Linked DNA regions of Mus musculus: region 2 is linked to region 1. The links are chromatin contacts, called in public Hi-C maps. All regions are on one chromosome and are shown on one strand. The core of a region is the stretch at or near the end of the contact, and the rest is flanking DNA. Distances in the headings are between cores, read along the strand shown. Region 1 holds the start of Hottip (Hoxa distal transcript antisense RNA). Region 2 overlaps Hibadh (3-hydroxyisobutyrate dehydrogenase).

The links. Hi-C and Micro-C count contacts between places; a contact is called where the count stands out from the background.
Region 2: a Hi-C map of bone marrow-derived macrophages shows a contact between it and region 1, with 17 read pairs. The contact joins the enhancer-like site here to the promoter of Hottip in region 1. A contact is called at or near these places in 9 of 39 promoter capture datasets (the 3T3-L1 cell line, 3T3-L1-derived adipocytes, the C10 cell line and 6 more), 3 of 15 datasets of contacts at CTCF or cohesin (the NIH/3T3 cell line, large pre-B cells and pro-B cells), 61 of 484 Hi-C or Micro-C datasets (the 3T3-L1 cell line, the 63-12 cell line, the AML12 cell line and 41 more), 22 of 115 datasets of contacts at active chromatin or transcription factors (Th17 cells, acute myeloid leukemia, bone marrow-derived macrophages and 18 more) and 2 of 9 other capture datasets (adipose tissue and liver).

What each region holds. Positions count from the first base shown.
Region 1 is chr6:52,257,349-52,264,178 of GRCm38.p6, reverse strand. Hottip (Hoxa distal transcript antisense RNA) reads right to left here and starts at 1,404. Exons shown (of 2, transcript NR_110442.1): 1 at 1,315-1,404. Hoxa13 (homeobox A13) reads left to right here and starts at 3,299. Exons shown (of 5, transcript NM_008264.1): 1 at 3,299-3,542; 2 at 3,544-3,627; 3 at 3,630-3,637; 4 at 3,639-4,315; 5 at 5,031-5,326. The coding sequence starts at 3,405. The coding sequence ends at 5,275.
Region 2 is chr6:52,603,904-52,610,460 of GRCm38.p6, reverse strand. All of the region lies in intron 4 of Hibadh (3-hydroxyisobutyrate dehydrogenase), which reads left to right. Among named protein-coding and RNA genes, the nearest start is that of Gm33047, 27 kb to the right of the region's middle. Within about 2 kb of position 3,275, at least 13 of the 459 cell types and tissues checked have an H3K27ac peak or open chromatin away from gene starts, as enhancers often do. A contact at or near this core is called in the 63-12 cell line, Th2 cells, bone marrow-derived macrophages and 1 more, where this site is marked.

The sequences.
Region 1 (6,830 bases), core at 155-2,654:
CCGTGAATGCTCTGACTTCTCTTCCCTAAGCCATGGAGAACCATGTTAAGTTGTTGGTGTTTCTGCAAGAAGAACCCCAAGCCTGAAGACAAAAAGAGCTCAGAAAGTCAGGCCCTGCCAGCTGGACAGACACACAAATTTTCCCTGTGCCTTTGGTAAATGAGGAAGAACACTGGATGAGACTGCTGGCTCTTTAAGAGTCAGGCTTCATCCTCCAGCCGTTCTTTTCCCACACCAAGCTGGTCTGGTATAGTCTGGAGCATTGTATAAGAAACCATTAATGAATCTCTTCTCTCCCTCTGAAAGTCTGAGGAATTGCTGTTTTACAGTGAGTAGAATTTCTAGAAAGTCTTACCCCAAATTATTCCCAGAGTTCATTCTAATATGAGAAACAATTTCCAATGATGCCTACAGCTCAATTACTAGCAGGACATGCAGATACTTTAAAACAGTGAAGAAGCAACCCAGGAAAGGGAGAAGGAGCTAGATATGCTCCTATGCCCTTGATACAAGCCTAGTAGAAAATCCACATCAATGTATGAGATTTAAGACAGGGGGAGAACAAGGATGCTACTTTCTCTAAATAATTCTGTCTTGGGTTTTCTCTCTCTCTCTTTTAAATTGATAAGAAAATATAAACTTCAGTAATTCACATTCCAAGTCCTTCCACGACAGGGATACCACGTGTAGGAAGCAAAGCCCACTGAATTCAAAGATGCAGCCCAAAGCCTCCCCGCTGCTTCGTTCTTCCCAGACAAACCTGCTTCTGATTCCTCTGTGGAAAAAGATGAGTTCCTTTCTCACCATTTTTGGAGCCGGAGGGACCCAGCCGACTTTGGCAGTCTGTAGAGCTGAGGCCCTTCCCCTGAGTGCAGGGCTCCCGGCTCCAGTGAACTGAGGGGGAGGAAAGAACGTGGAGCTGGTCTTGGCTGCTGTGTGGACCAGCAGTACAGCCACTGCCAGAGGTGAACTGGCATAGGCATCGGCTGGTGGAGCCTTCCTGAGCTGTGTTTTCGTTTTTTCCGAACCTAGCTGGAAAACTTCGGAGGTTCAGAAACCCAGCTAAGAGCAGGGCGGCCGACAGAAAAGAACCAGTCCAGCCTGTAAACACCGCCCCCAAAACTCTACAAAGAGAGAGGGAAAAAAAAAAGATGCTGAGAAACCAAACAGAGCCAGAAGCCAGATAGCAAAGGATGGGGGAATTGAGAGCGAGGGGAGGTGGGCAGTCGGCTCTGTCTCTGGGCTTTCATTGTAGTTTCTCACGCTGACTAGACAGCAACTTTCAACTTGACCTTGGCCTCCAGCGTGTCTGACCTGTATGTAAACTGCCCTCGAGTCTCCGAGAGTCTCCGAGAATTGGAGCCTGGAACCGTACTTCGTCTCTTTGTCACTGTTGAGTTTTACAATGCCACTTAGAGGGAGGAAGGAGTGGGGGGACGGATGAAAAGGGCTCCAAAGTAACACAGAAATCAAGTCTTCACAGAGGTTGGTTCTTTAGTCTGCAAATGGTCAGGCAGTAAGAAGGTAAACTCGGGGCAAATCAATATTTACCCAGGACCGCTAAAGTCAGGAGAGAAAGGACTCCCTGGGTGTGGGGGAGAATTGGGTGTGGGGATCAGGGAAGGTTTTATTGGGCGACACTTAACATTAGTCAGAACAAACCCAGGATCCGGGCAGATAAAAGCCTGAGCCTCGCCTTACTGGTCCCAATCTTACCAGAAGCCCAGGGGGCTTACAGAGCAGCAGATGAATTGGGTGGTATGTCTGATGCTCTAGCTTAGGGCTAAGTCTACAAGCTAGGACTAGAGAACAGGTCCAAGCCTGGCTGCCTACCAGAGCATTTGAGCAAAGATAGTACAGAACTCTTCCCAGTCTATATTTTCCAGAACGCACCACTTTCACTTTGACCATTTGTTCCCCTCTGGATGTCTGACCAGTTCACACTTGCACAACCAGAAATGCATGTAGTCCTAAGGAGGCAGGGTCCCCAGAATCCTTTATCAAAACACTGCATCCAAACGTTGCTCTCCCAATACAAACACCCCACCAAGCTCAAGGTACAGAGGAACTCATCAGCTGAACCCCGGCACCTTGAACCCACTACAGGCTGAGCCCCTATTAGGAGAAAAACCATGAAAGGATCCCAAAGAGCCTTTTTCTCTTTCCCCAAAACGGAATGCAACAGTGGATTGCCAGGTGTCTGAAGTGTCCAACTCAGGATCTATGGAGTGACTTGTAGGAAGTCCCAGAACCGTGGCTGGAGTTCCAGCCAGCAGCCCAGCTGGGGCCTGTTCCTCTTAAACCCCTTCAGGAAAAGGCAGCCGGACTCCTGAGACAGGAGTGTGAGTGAATGGTGCTTTCTTCATCTGAAATCCTCTGCGGACCAGAGAGAATAGCTGCTGCATCGGAATGAATAGCGAGCTGTATATACAAGTTGGACAATGTGGCAGTATGCATCTCTCTCTCTCTCTCTCTCTCTCTCTCTCTCTCTCTCTCTCTCTCTCTCTCTCTCTCTGTGTGTGTGTGTGTGTGTGTGTGTGTGTGTGTGTGTGTGTGTGCGCGCGCGCGAATATTTGCGCTCGCGTGTGTGATGAGTGTAGGAGATACAATTAGTTGTTCTGATCTTCTGAGTCCTTAGGCCTAATTGAAATTGTCCTCTAGAGCCTGAGAACAGGGAAGGGAGCTCCCAAATGCAGCCCAAACTTCCCAGAGAAATGTCCTGGGACCCTTGCTCCAGACTTCTCCTGGAACCAACAGGAAACAAACGCCCTTGTTCCCCAGGGGGGGGTGGGGAGTGCAATCTCGGCCAGGCGAAAGCTCCCACATCCTTGGGAGGGTCTAGCTGCAGAAAGATGTATCCATCCCTGGAAAGAAAACAGCCCCAGAGGTCCCTAAAACATGCCAGGACATCCTGGGCCAGTCCAAGGCCAAGGCAAACCCTCATTCCTGGCCACTGGAGAATTTACCTGACTTGTCCCCACGACCTCAGGTCGCACCCCAACCGCAGCCGCTCACTGCCCCTCCCAACCTCCGCGCGAAACCCGGGAAGGGATCGGGGTCCCTGTGTTCCCAGCCCCACCCGCCCTAGTTTCTCCCCCCCACCCACCCCCGCCTCCTCCGTGGGTGACTGCTGCGCGGCCGCGCGGCGGGAGCTAGAGCTGGCGCAGAGGACCGCGCGGGCGGCGGCGGGGACGGCGGGCCCAGCGCGGAGCCGAGCCGGAGCCTCCCGCTTTGCATACGCCGGGGGCGGGCCGGGGGCGGGCCAATGGGCGGCCGCCTGGCGCGACCCCGCAGGGCGCGACCCGCCCCCCTCGCTCGGGCCCCGGCCCCGCGCGCCGCGCTCTTCACTTCTTGGGGGCTTTTTAAAACAGCGCCACTGGGGTCTTCTCCATGCGGCTCGGGCTATGACAGCCTCCGTGCTCCTCCACCCCCGCTGGATCGAGCCCACCGTCATGTTTCTCTACGACAACGGCGGCGGCCTGGTGGCCGACGAGCTCAACAAGAACATGGAAGGGGCGGCGGCGGCGGCACGGGCGGCGGCCGGCGGCGGCGGCGGGAGCTGGGGGCGGGGGCTTCCCCCACCCGGCTGCCGCGGCCGCGGGGGGCAACTTCTCGGTGGCCGCAGCGGCGCCGCCGCCCGCCGCCGCGGCCAACCAGTGCCGCAACCTGATGGCGCATCCCGCACCCCTGGCGCCCGGCGCCGCGGCCGCGTACAGCAGCGCCCCGGGGGAGGCGCCCCCGTCCGCCGCCGCCGCCGCCGCCGCCGCCGCTGCTGCCGCCGCCGCCGCGGCTGCCGCGTCGTCGTCGGGAGGGCCCGGGCCGGCGGGGCCCGCGGGTGCCGAGGCCGCCAAGCAGTGCAGTCCCTGCTCGGCGGCGGCACAGAGCTCGTCGGGGCCCGCGGCGCTGCCCTACGGCTACTTCGGCAGCGGCTACTACCCGTGCGCCCGCATGGGCCCGCACCCCAACGCCATCAAGTCGTGCGCGCAGCCTGCTTCGGCCGCCGCCGCCTTCGCCGACAAGTACATGGACACCGCCGGCCCCGCGGCCGAGGAGTTCAGCTCCCGCGCCAAGGAGTTTGCTTTCTACCATCAGGGCTACGCAGCCGGGCCTTACCACCATCACCAGCCCGTGCCCGGCTACCTGGATATGCCAGTAGTTCCGGGGCTCGGGGGTCCTGGCGAGTCGCGCCACGAGCCTCTGGGGCTTCCCATGGAAAGCTATCAGCCCTGGGCTCTGCCCAACGGCTGGAACGGCCAAATGTACTGCCCCAAAGAGCAGACGCAGCCTCCCCACCTCTGGAAGTCCACTCTGCCCGGTAAATGGCGCCCCCTTTCCAGCCCGGGTCTTCCAGCTTTTCAGCTTCTCCTCGGCTCGTGCCCCAGGGTCACTAACCCCCCCCCCCCCCCGCATTCTCCCTGGCCTGGCTTGCCTTAGCAATTCTGCACCCCTGGGAGCCTGGCCCCGGCTGGCTGGCGCTGTCCGTCCGCCCTGCCCTAAGTCGAGCCGGTCCCCGGGCCCTCCTTTGGTAAAGGGTAGCTGGGAGGAAGCTTGTGGGTTCCAACTCCGGCAGCCCCTTTCTCTCTGGGTGCCCCACCCTCCCAAGCCCTTGACATTGACTCCAAGATGGGAAATAGACTCGATTTTGAGCTCACCAAATTGTCCCTGATGGTTCTCTGAAAAAAAAGGCTTCGTTGGAGAAGCATAGAATGTTGGGACTTGGGGCAAGCTGAGAGGAGCCGAGCTCTACAGAAAGAAGTGTTGAACCCTGTTGAGTGCTAAGGTGTGGACCGCTGTACATGCAGAATGACCGGATTGGGGTGGTCACTGGAACTCTGGGCGATTTCATTTCAGTACACAACTAACCATACCCCCCTACTAACGCTCCAGGCTTTGGCAGAAGGCTGGATTGTACAGCATTCGTGGCAAAGAGCAATCAGGCATTGCAAGGCCGGCAGTTCACATTGAGCTGTCGCCTGTGTTCTGGCTCAGGTCGGCTCCCAGAGTAACTTGCCTTCTTCCTTATCTTACAGACGTCGTCTCCCATCCTTCAGACGCCAGCTCCTATAGGAGGGGGAGAAAGAAGCGCGTGCCTTACACTAAGGTGCAGTTGAAAGAACTCGAACGGGAATACGCTACGAACAAATTCATTACCAAGGACAAACGGAGGAGGATATCAGCCACGACAAACCTCTCTGAGAGGCAGGTCACAATCTGGTTCCAGAACAGGAGGGTCAAAGAGAAAAAAGTCATCAATAAACTCAAGACCACTAGTTAATGGATTAAAAGGTGGAGCAGAGGGCAGCTTGAAGAAACGCTTAAGGATTTGTTTCTTTGCCCAGATAATAATAATGCATCATACTAACTGAAGAATTGGATAGAGAGACGCTGACGTTTGCTCTCCTAAGGGGACTCTCTCTTCCATGGAATCTACAATTAAAACAAAACCTTAAGGAATGGTAAAGACTGCCAGGTTTCCCGACAACCCCACCACAGCGTTAAGTGACAAACTCTAGAGTCAACTCATCAGCCCCTAAAACACACAATTTCAGATAAATTATGAATTTTCTCAAATCTTGTAAGTATTTATGTGACCATTATATTTTAGGACACTGTGTTAGATGGTAATCTGAAAACTGGTTACAGAAACAAAGGCTGTTTCCACGCAGCTGGTCCAGCACCCTCCCCTTTGCATGTTAAGTGCCTGCTCAGGTAAACCTTATTGAAATCCCTGCCATTGTTCCTTCTGGAAATGTTTCAGGTAGAGGCTTAGAAGGGGGAAAGGCACTGAATTGTTTATTTGAACTATTGCTAAAAAGGGAGATGAGAGGAGAGAGAACGCTCATCCAAGGATCTATTGTTTTGATAGTAAATCTGGCCAGCTAAACCCTTGAGGTTACAAGAGAACCCTGGGTGGGTAAGGAGCTTCTGGAAATACCTTTCAATTGCTTACAACAAACATGGTGGATTAACCAACACTGTCAAAGGATTTTTCCACAGGATTTGTTGTAATTTTTGAAGTGTTTAAATCTCACCAAATAATACGAAGAATTCACTTTATGCCCCTTCTCCTGGAAGGTCCCACCCTAGTATGGATTTCTCCTAAAACATACTCTTTCTTTAAATTTTTTAAATTGGCATTTTCCAATACTTGTTAAACATTTTGCTAGGGACATCATTTTCCTTTTTTACTTAGAAAAAAAAACCTCAAAATGGAAACCCGTTCTCCCAAAATATTTAGATGTCTGCATTCTATATTTTAATTTACTAAAGGATTAGTATTTTTTTTTTCTTGTTTACTGTGTTAGGAGACTGCAGTAGAAAGTTTAGGGACTCATCGTCACAGCACATTTTAAATCAAGCAGTAATTTCAGTTCACACATTCGTTCTGTTCATATTCACTGTAAATGCTATCTTGTAAATAAAGACATTCAGCACACTGTGAAAATGTATTTGTGCACCTGCTTTTTAAATACTTCCACTAAAAATGAAAAATTAGATCTGTAGATAGTGGTATTAGCTCTGTTAATGAAATAATCACTGCCATTAAAATCTGAAGGAAACACTCCGAGTTACTTTTCTACGCGGAACTTGAACTGCACAAAAACTAAACAAGCAGGTTTGTTTTACACAAGCCAAGGACCAGTCTTTTATTATTATTATTGTTCAGGTTTTTCTAAATTTTTTATGAGAAGAGGAAAAAAATCTCACATAACTAAAAGCTCACAACTGAAAAGGTTTCGAGGAGATGAAAGTGTTAGGTGTTCTGAAAGGGAGAGAAAGGAAAGGAGGGAGGGAGAGAGAGGAGGTTCCCAGACTCCCTGTGGCAAATG
Region 2 (6,557 bases), core at 2,026-4,525, 340 kb before region 1:
TTGAGATTCCATAGAGAGAAACACACCAAAAAACTTCTGGTAGTGTGCTGTAGTTCATTGCCACTTCCGTGGACTTGGGCGGATTGGCAGATGGATGTCAGTTGAGACAGACACATGTACTGAGGCAAGACATGTGATGTTTGAAGGGTATAAATGTAGGACTTCACAGTCATTGATGGAGGCTGAGTTTGGCTTGTATAGAGCTAGCAGTGCAACACTTGTGGGTCTGGTGTCTTTGCTGAGTCTTCGCTTCCCTGAGAGAACTCTTGGCATTCCTCCTGGTCCCTCCTGCTCACCCGAGCTGAGGCTGAGGCTTGGCTGTCTCTGCTAGGTAGTGGCACTGCTGCTGATTCATGTTGGCTAGCTCGACCCTATCTGTGAAGAGTTTGTGAGTGGATCAAGCTGCCTCTGCTAACCTGTGAACTGAACTGCTGCTTTCCAGACAACACATATCCTTTCTTTCCCACTACCTCTGCTGGGTGGTGGGCTAGAAGGGAGCTTAAAGTGTTTAAGAGCCATCATTAAAAATAGGTTTTGAAAAAATTAAAGTTGCAACAGAATGAGTGGGTTGGAACCGGTTTGGGGAGCTTTTCCTGTTTGAGATTACTAGCTAGCTCCTGGTGCTTACTCAAGCCTGCAGAGGAAGAAGTAAGTGCTTGATATGACCGGGACGTGACCCATTCCCAGACATAAACCCTTGGGGGTTGGACAGGATTGGGCCTGAAAGCTGAAGGACAGAAAAGATTGTTTATTTTGCAGCAGTTGAGCTATGTCCACTTCTTTCTTTTGTGCATAGCATAGCATCTATTCCATTACTAGGACTACTGTATTACATTTATGTGCTTGTTTCTTCTCTTAGACTTGGACGTGTGTAGGCCTTATTTAGAAAAATAAAAAAAATTTATATCTCCAGTATATATTCTTTTATTTATTTATTTATTTATTTATTTATTTTCGAGACAGGGTTTCTTTGTGTACCCCTGGCTGTCCTTGAACACACTCAGTAGACCAGACTGGCCTCGAACTCAGAAATCTGCCTGCCTCTGCCTCCCGAGTGCTGGGACTAAAGGCGTGCACCATCACGCCCGGCTTTCCAGTATATATTCTTAGTGGACATTTAATAAAAACTTAATGAAGAATCAATCAGTTCTTTCTTTCTTTTCTTCATGCTTTACCAAGCTACCTGCTGATTCATATATATATGATGCTGGGAATCAAACATATGACTTTCTCTACCATTGAGCCCACATCCTATCCCTTTTCAAGATGGTGGTGGGCCTCTTGCCTAACGTTCACAAGGCCTGGGATTACAATAAGTAAGTAAAATAAAAATATTTAAAGATTAATGTTGAACATTTTGGGTTTTCCTGCAGTCATTCCTCATTCTTAAACTGTAGTATTCAGAATAGTGTAAAGAGGAATACTTTCATGAAGTTTAGAATGTAGGAAAACATGTAATAATTTGTATAGTTGCAAAGTGTACGCTAATGTAGCAGCATTCCCAGGAGCTGTGCAGAACAGGATCTCCTCTGCAGCACTTTCCACACTAGCCAGTTGCCATGAAGAGGCACGTCTCCCTGAGCTGTTGGCTGTTCCTGTTCTGATTTTTCCTTCATATGCTGGTATGCATATTTATAGAGAAACCAACACTGCATTTAACTTACACAGCTGATTCTATGTTACCTGAAAGAGTGTTGAGTTTGGAAATGGAAAATGTATGTTAAAGATAAGTTCTGAAATCCTCAGATGATTTCTGTAATATCCCATGTGAAATACTGGAATTTAGGTTTAAATTTAACAGTTCTTTAGCAAGTATTTTTAGATTTTTTAAAAAACATTTTATTTACCTTGGTGTTCTGCCTCCATGGATGTCTGTGTGACGGTGTCAGATCCCCTGGCACTGGAATTACAGACAGTTACGAGCTGTCATGTTGATTTGAACCTGGGTCCTTTGAAAGAACAGTCAGTACTTTTAACCATTGAACCATCGCCTCAGCCCCCAAGAAGTATTTTTTAAACAAAGAACGAAAGTTGGTCTGTTCACACCATTCTCTTACCACTGTTATCCCTGTTAGTAAATTGTCTTAAGGAAGGACAAATCTCAGTACCAGGGGCTGGAAAGCCGGCTCAGGAGGTAAAACATTTGCTACAAAGGCACAAAGGTCAGAATTTGAATTTCCAGAACCCACATAGAGTTTAGGTGCAGTAGCACATGTGTATAATCCCAGAACACCTAAAGCAAGATGGGATGTGGAGACTGGAGAATCCCTGGAAACTCATGGGCTGGCCAGCCCCGGGCCCTGTCTCAGACAAGGTGATGCTGTCCTCCTGGCTTTTGTAGGCATGCTGTTGAATACAAGCACTCATACACGCACAGACACACACACAGACACACACACACACACACACACACACACACACACTGAAAAGAAAGTGGAGAGTGAGTGAAGGTCTAAGACCTCTAATGTCAACTCTGGCCCACTCCACACACGCAATAACTCATGAAATTTACACTTCTTATCTGCATGCACACAAAAAGGAAAGGTTACATTTCCTTCAACAAAATAGCTTACAATTCAAAGTACTGTGTTTATATAATTTTATATGATTGTATATTGCTTTATGCTTGCATATTCTTGCTCTGTATTATGTTGGTAATACTTTGACCACAAGGGACATAACCCACTTTCCTTTTCATACAGTAACTGTTTAGTAAGTTCTTGTTACATTTCAATATGCTTTGGATACTAGGGCTTCGGCTTTTCTTCTTGGAGCCTATGTTTATGGGGATAGGAGTAAGCAAATAAAGGGAATCTCAATAATTAGTGCCTTTAAATAAAAGTACTAACTAGGGAGATGGAGACTAATGGGAGGCCCTTTTCTGTAGAGTGAAGGATGGTCTTTCTCAGGAAGTAACATTTAATCAGAGGAGTGAGTGTAGAGACCCAGGAGAGTATTGTGTTTGAGGGGAGGGGACTGCTCTCTACAGGTTCCTATGTGTGAACAAGCTGGGATGATTGTGGAGCCTTTATCATTCTAGCATTAGGGTACTTGGTTGATGGGTTAATAGTAACTTACTTGATTACCATTTCTTACACCGGCCTTTATTTAACACTTTGTGGTTATTAAAGTAAAGCTAACCAGGCCTGCTATTAATTAATTAAACCGTGATTACCTATCTCAAGCACGCTACTGTAATCTCTTTATTCTGTGCAAATCATGCCTTCCTTTATGAGACTTGGAGTCATCATGTGATATCAATGTCACTGCGTCACACCACTGTGGGTTCACGGGTGTCTTTGTGTGGGGTGAATGGATTTGTGGTCACAGTCTTGGTTCCTGTTTAACAGGAACTCATTTTTGGCGTTCATATGCCAGATATGAAGCAAATTTAAAGTCATTCTTTATGTCTAATGACCAGGTTCACAAGCTGCTAGAGCAGCATCATCATGGTACTTAACTGTGCTTAAGTGATTGCCTAGGGATGGGTGTCTGTAGGTTTGCAGAGAGAACTTGAGATGAAGCAGCTTTGAAGTGGCACTTGCAGTTCGCTCCAGGCTTCCCGTGCTGCCAAGCCTGAATGACACACTTAACTCTATTGTTTCATTTAGGAGTTAATGTCAAAATTAAATAACTGCACTTGTGTGTTTGTGTAACAGTTCCCTACCAGGAAACCTGATTTTATATTCTACTTGCCTGGGTTCTGTTTTAGTAATTGAGATGTTCTTAGACTGTGAAGTAGTAAGCACAAAAACCCATTAAAGAGTTGCCCTTAAAGTACCAGACTTGCAGGCTGTATCTCAATGAAAGTTTCATGTAGTCTCCATTCTTACTTAAAAACCTAGTGTGCAGTCGTGGCCTTTACTCTTACTGAACTGGATACTACTGTTTTTCCACTAGATCTGTATCTAATTTATAGTAAAGGGACCACAAAACCAAAAATCATTTCTGTTTTGGCACCTAGCGCTATTATAGTTAAGCGTCTGATGGCATTTCGGTCACAGCGTTTTCTTAGAAAAGTTTACAACCTGGCAGTCTTTCTTGGCTTTAGGCTGAAACGGTGCTATTTCTGTTTCAAAGCAAATTCTTTTATCAAATTTCATAGACCTGAATGTGTCTGCTGTGCTGAGGGAGAGGGACGATTGATCGTAGCAGTTCTTTCCCTGATGCCCTCACATATGATTTAGTTACAGGGCATGCTGTGTGTGGTGGTAGTATTTTCTTTAAGAAATGTTTTACATCTGTTTATTCATTTTGTGTGAGGCATGTTTGGGCATGTCCCTAGTGCCACAACCTGTATTGGGAGCCCAGAGCAGCTTGGTAGAGTTGTTTCTCTCCTTCCACTCTGTGGGTCCAGGGCATGAAGCTCAGGTTGTGAGACTTGCCATTGAGGCCTCTCACTCCTTGAGCTACTACTCAGTAAGAAGTTTCATTATGCAAGATAAATGAGTTCTAGAAATCTGCCGTTACACTACAGTGCTTGTAGTTATTTGTTAAGGTGGGGACCAGAGAGTGTGCGATGTAAGCATGACAACTATAGTTCAGATCTTAGTGCTGACATACAAGCTGGCTATAGTCCTGCACAGACCTGTGGGCTGAGGGGGAGACATGATCATTGGGGCCTGCTGGCTGGAAAAAAAAATGTGAGTTCCAGGTTCAGTAAGAGACCCTGTCTCAAGGAAACAGGGTAGGAGAGATGGAGGAGTACACCCAACACTCTCCCCTGGCCTCTGAGCCTTGGTATCTTTCCCCACACATGAGTGTACATACAGAAATAAATAAAAGAAAAAGGAATATTAAAGAGCAAGATTTATTGGCTTAGGCCTGTAATTCTAACATTCTGGAGGCAGAGATAGGAGGATGTGACTTCCAGGTCAGCCCAAGCTACATTTGAGACCCCATCTCAAATAAAAACAAACAAACAAAACATAACAAGACAAAAGAAGCCAGTAGTGATCGCAGTATGCGCCTTTAATCTTAGCACTCAGGAGGCAGAGGTAGAGGAAGGTGGATCTCTAATTTAGAGGCTAGCCTGGTCTACACAGTGAGTTCCAGGGTAGTAAGGGCTGTACAGAGAAGCACAGTCTCGAAAAAAAAAAAAAAAACACAACAACAACAACAAAAAACCCCCAATAAACAAAAAGATTGAAAGGCAGGTCTTTCATTTGGTGTTGCTACTGCAAAACAGCAGCAATAAGGCCCAAAGATGAGGCAGCTTTGGAGATAAGGGTCCTTACCATGATAACAGTGGTAGGCTTATGGGTGTATGCTTATTTCCACACTGGTCACAGTTTATATGTTCAATAAGTGTGCATTTTGGTATATCAATTATCATTCATTAAATAAAGCTATGTTTTATTCGGAAATAAGTTTGTTAAATTTACATAGGTCTCTTGTTTTTACTCTTCTCTAAGACAGTGTTTTACTCTCATCAGGCTGGCCTTGAATTTACTGCATCCTGCTTCAGCCTGAGAGACGGAGTTATAGGTATGACATACCACACCTGACTAGGCTTCCTTCCTCCAAGAGTTATACTGCTGTTGCAGTTTCTTTAAAGTTACTCTCTAATTGGAAACTCTCATCTTTACTAACTAAATGTAAAAATATGTTGTAGCATTTGACTTTAGAATGAGAGCCTTGAGTTACTCTTTTCAAAAATATTAAATAAAATCATAGTACTGTTCTTGGTCATGTTTAGATACTTAAAGTTTTAGTAGCTCAGATAGTTAAAATATACGTAAACTTTGGTAACCAACTTCATTTCCTTAGAAATTTCTTAAGATTCATTTAACAGAGTACACAAACTTGAGTTAATTATGTCATTTCATTCTCTGAAATTTTTATTATAACCCTGTATCCATTAAGTATCCTTTTTGTGCCTCGAGGTTTTCTACAATTTGCACAGGTAGTTCAGAAATATTTGTAAATACATTTCCAGGGTTTATTTGAAATGAGCTCTGAAGTGGTGCCCATAAAAATATTTTCATATTTTTTGGCATACTGTGAGTGTATTGCAATAGCTGGTGTAGTCCCCTCTGAGTTTTAAGTTCTTTGTTTGTTTTCAAGACAGGGTGTCTCTGTGTAGCCCTGGCTGCCCTGGAACTCACTCTATAGACCAGGCTTGGCCTCAAGCTCAGAAATCCACCTGCCTCTGTCTCCTAAGTGCTGGGATTAAAGGCGTGTGGCACCACTGCACGGCGAGTTTTAAGTTCTTAATGCAATGAAACAGGACTACTGACTGTACACACGATAGCACAATTCAGAAGCTCAGATAGTTTGCATCTTGAGACAAGAATGGGAGGAGATATTGACAGCAGAGTGGTTGCTCAGAGTCTCCATTATTGCTATCACTCTCCATTGCTACGGCCGTCACTGTTACTAGTACTCTTCTTCCATTCCGTACACGTATTCTTTCATTTCGGGATTCCTTCCTCTCTAAATCTGAAGGCTATATTTGAATTGTGTTGTAATTTTCAGTTAAACACCCACTCGCTGCAGCAGTTGCTCCTGGCCAGCGCCTGCCAATGGTGGAGGGACCAATGGTGTTCTTACATTGC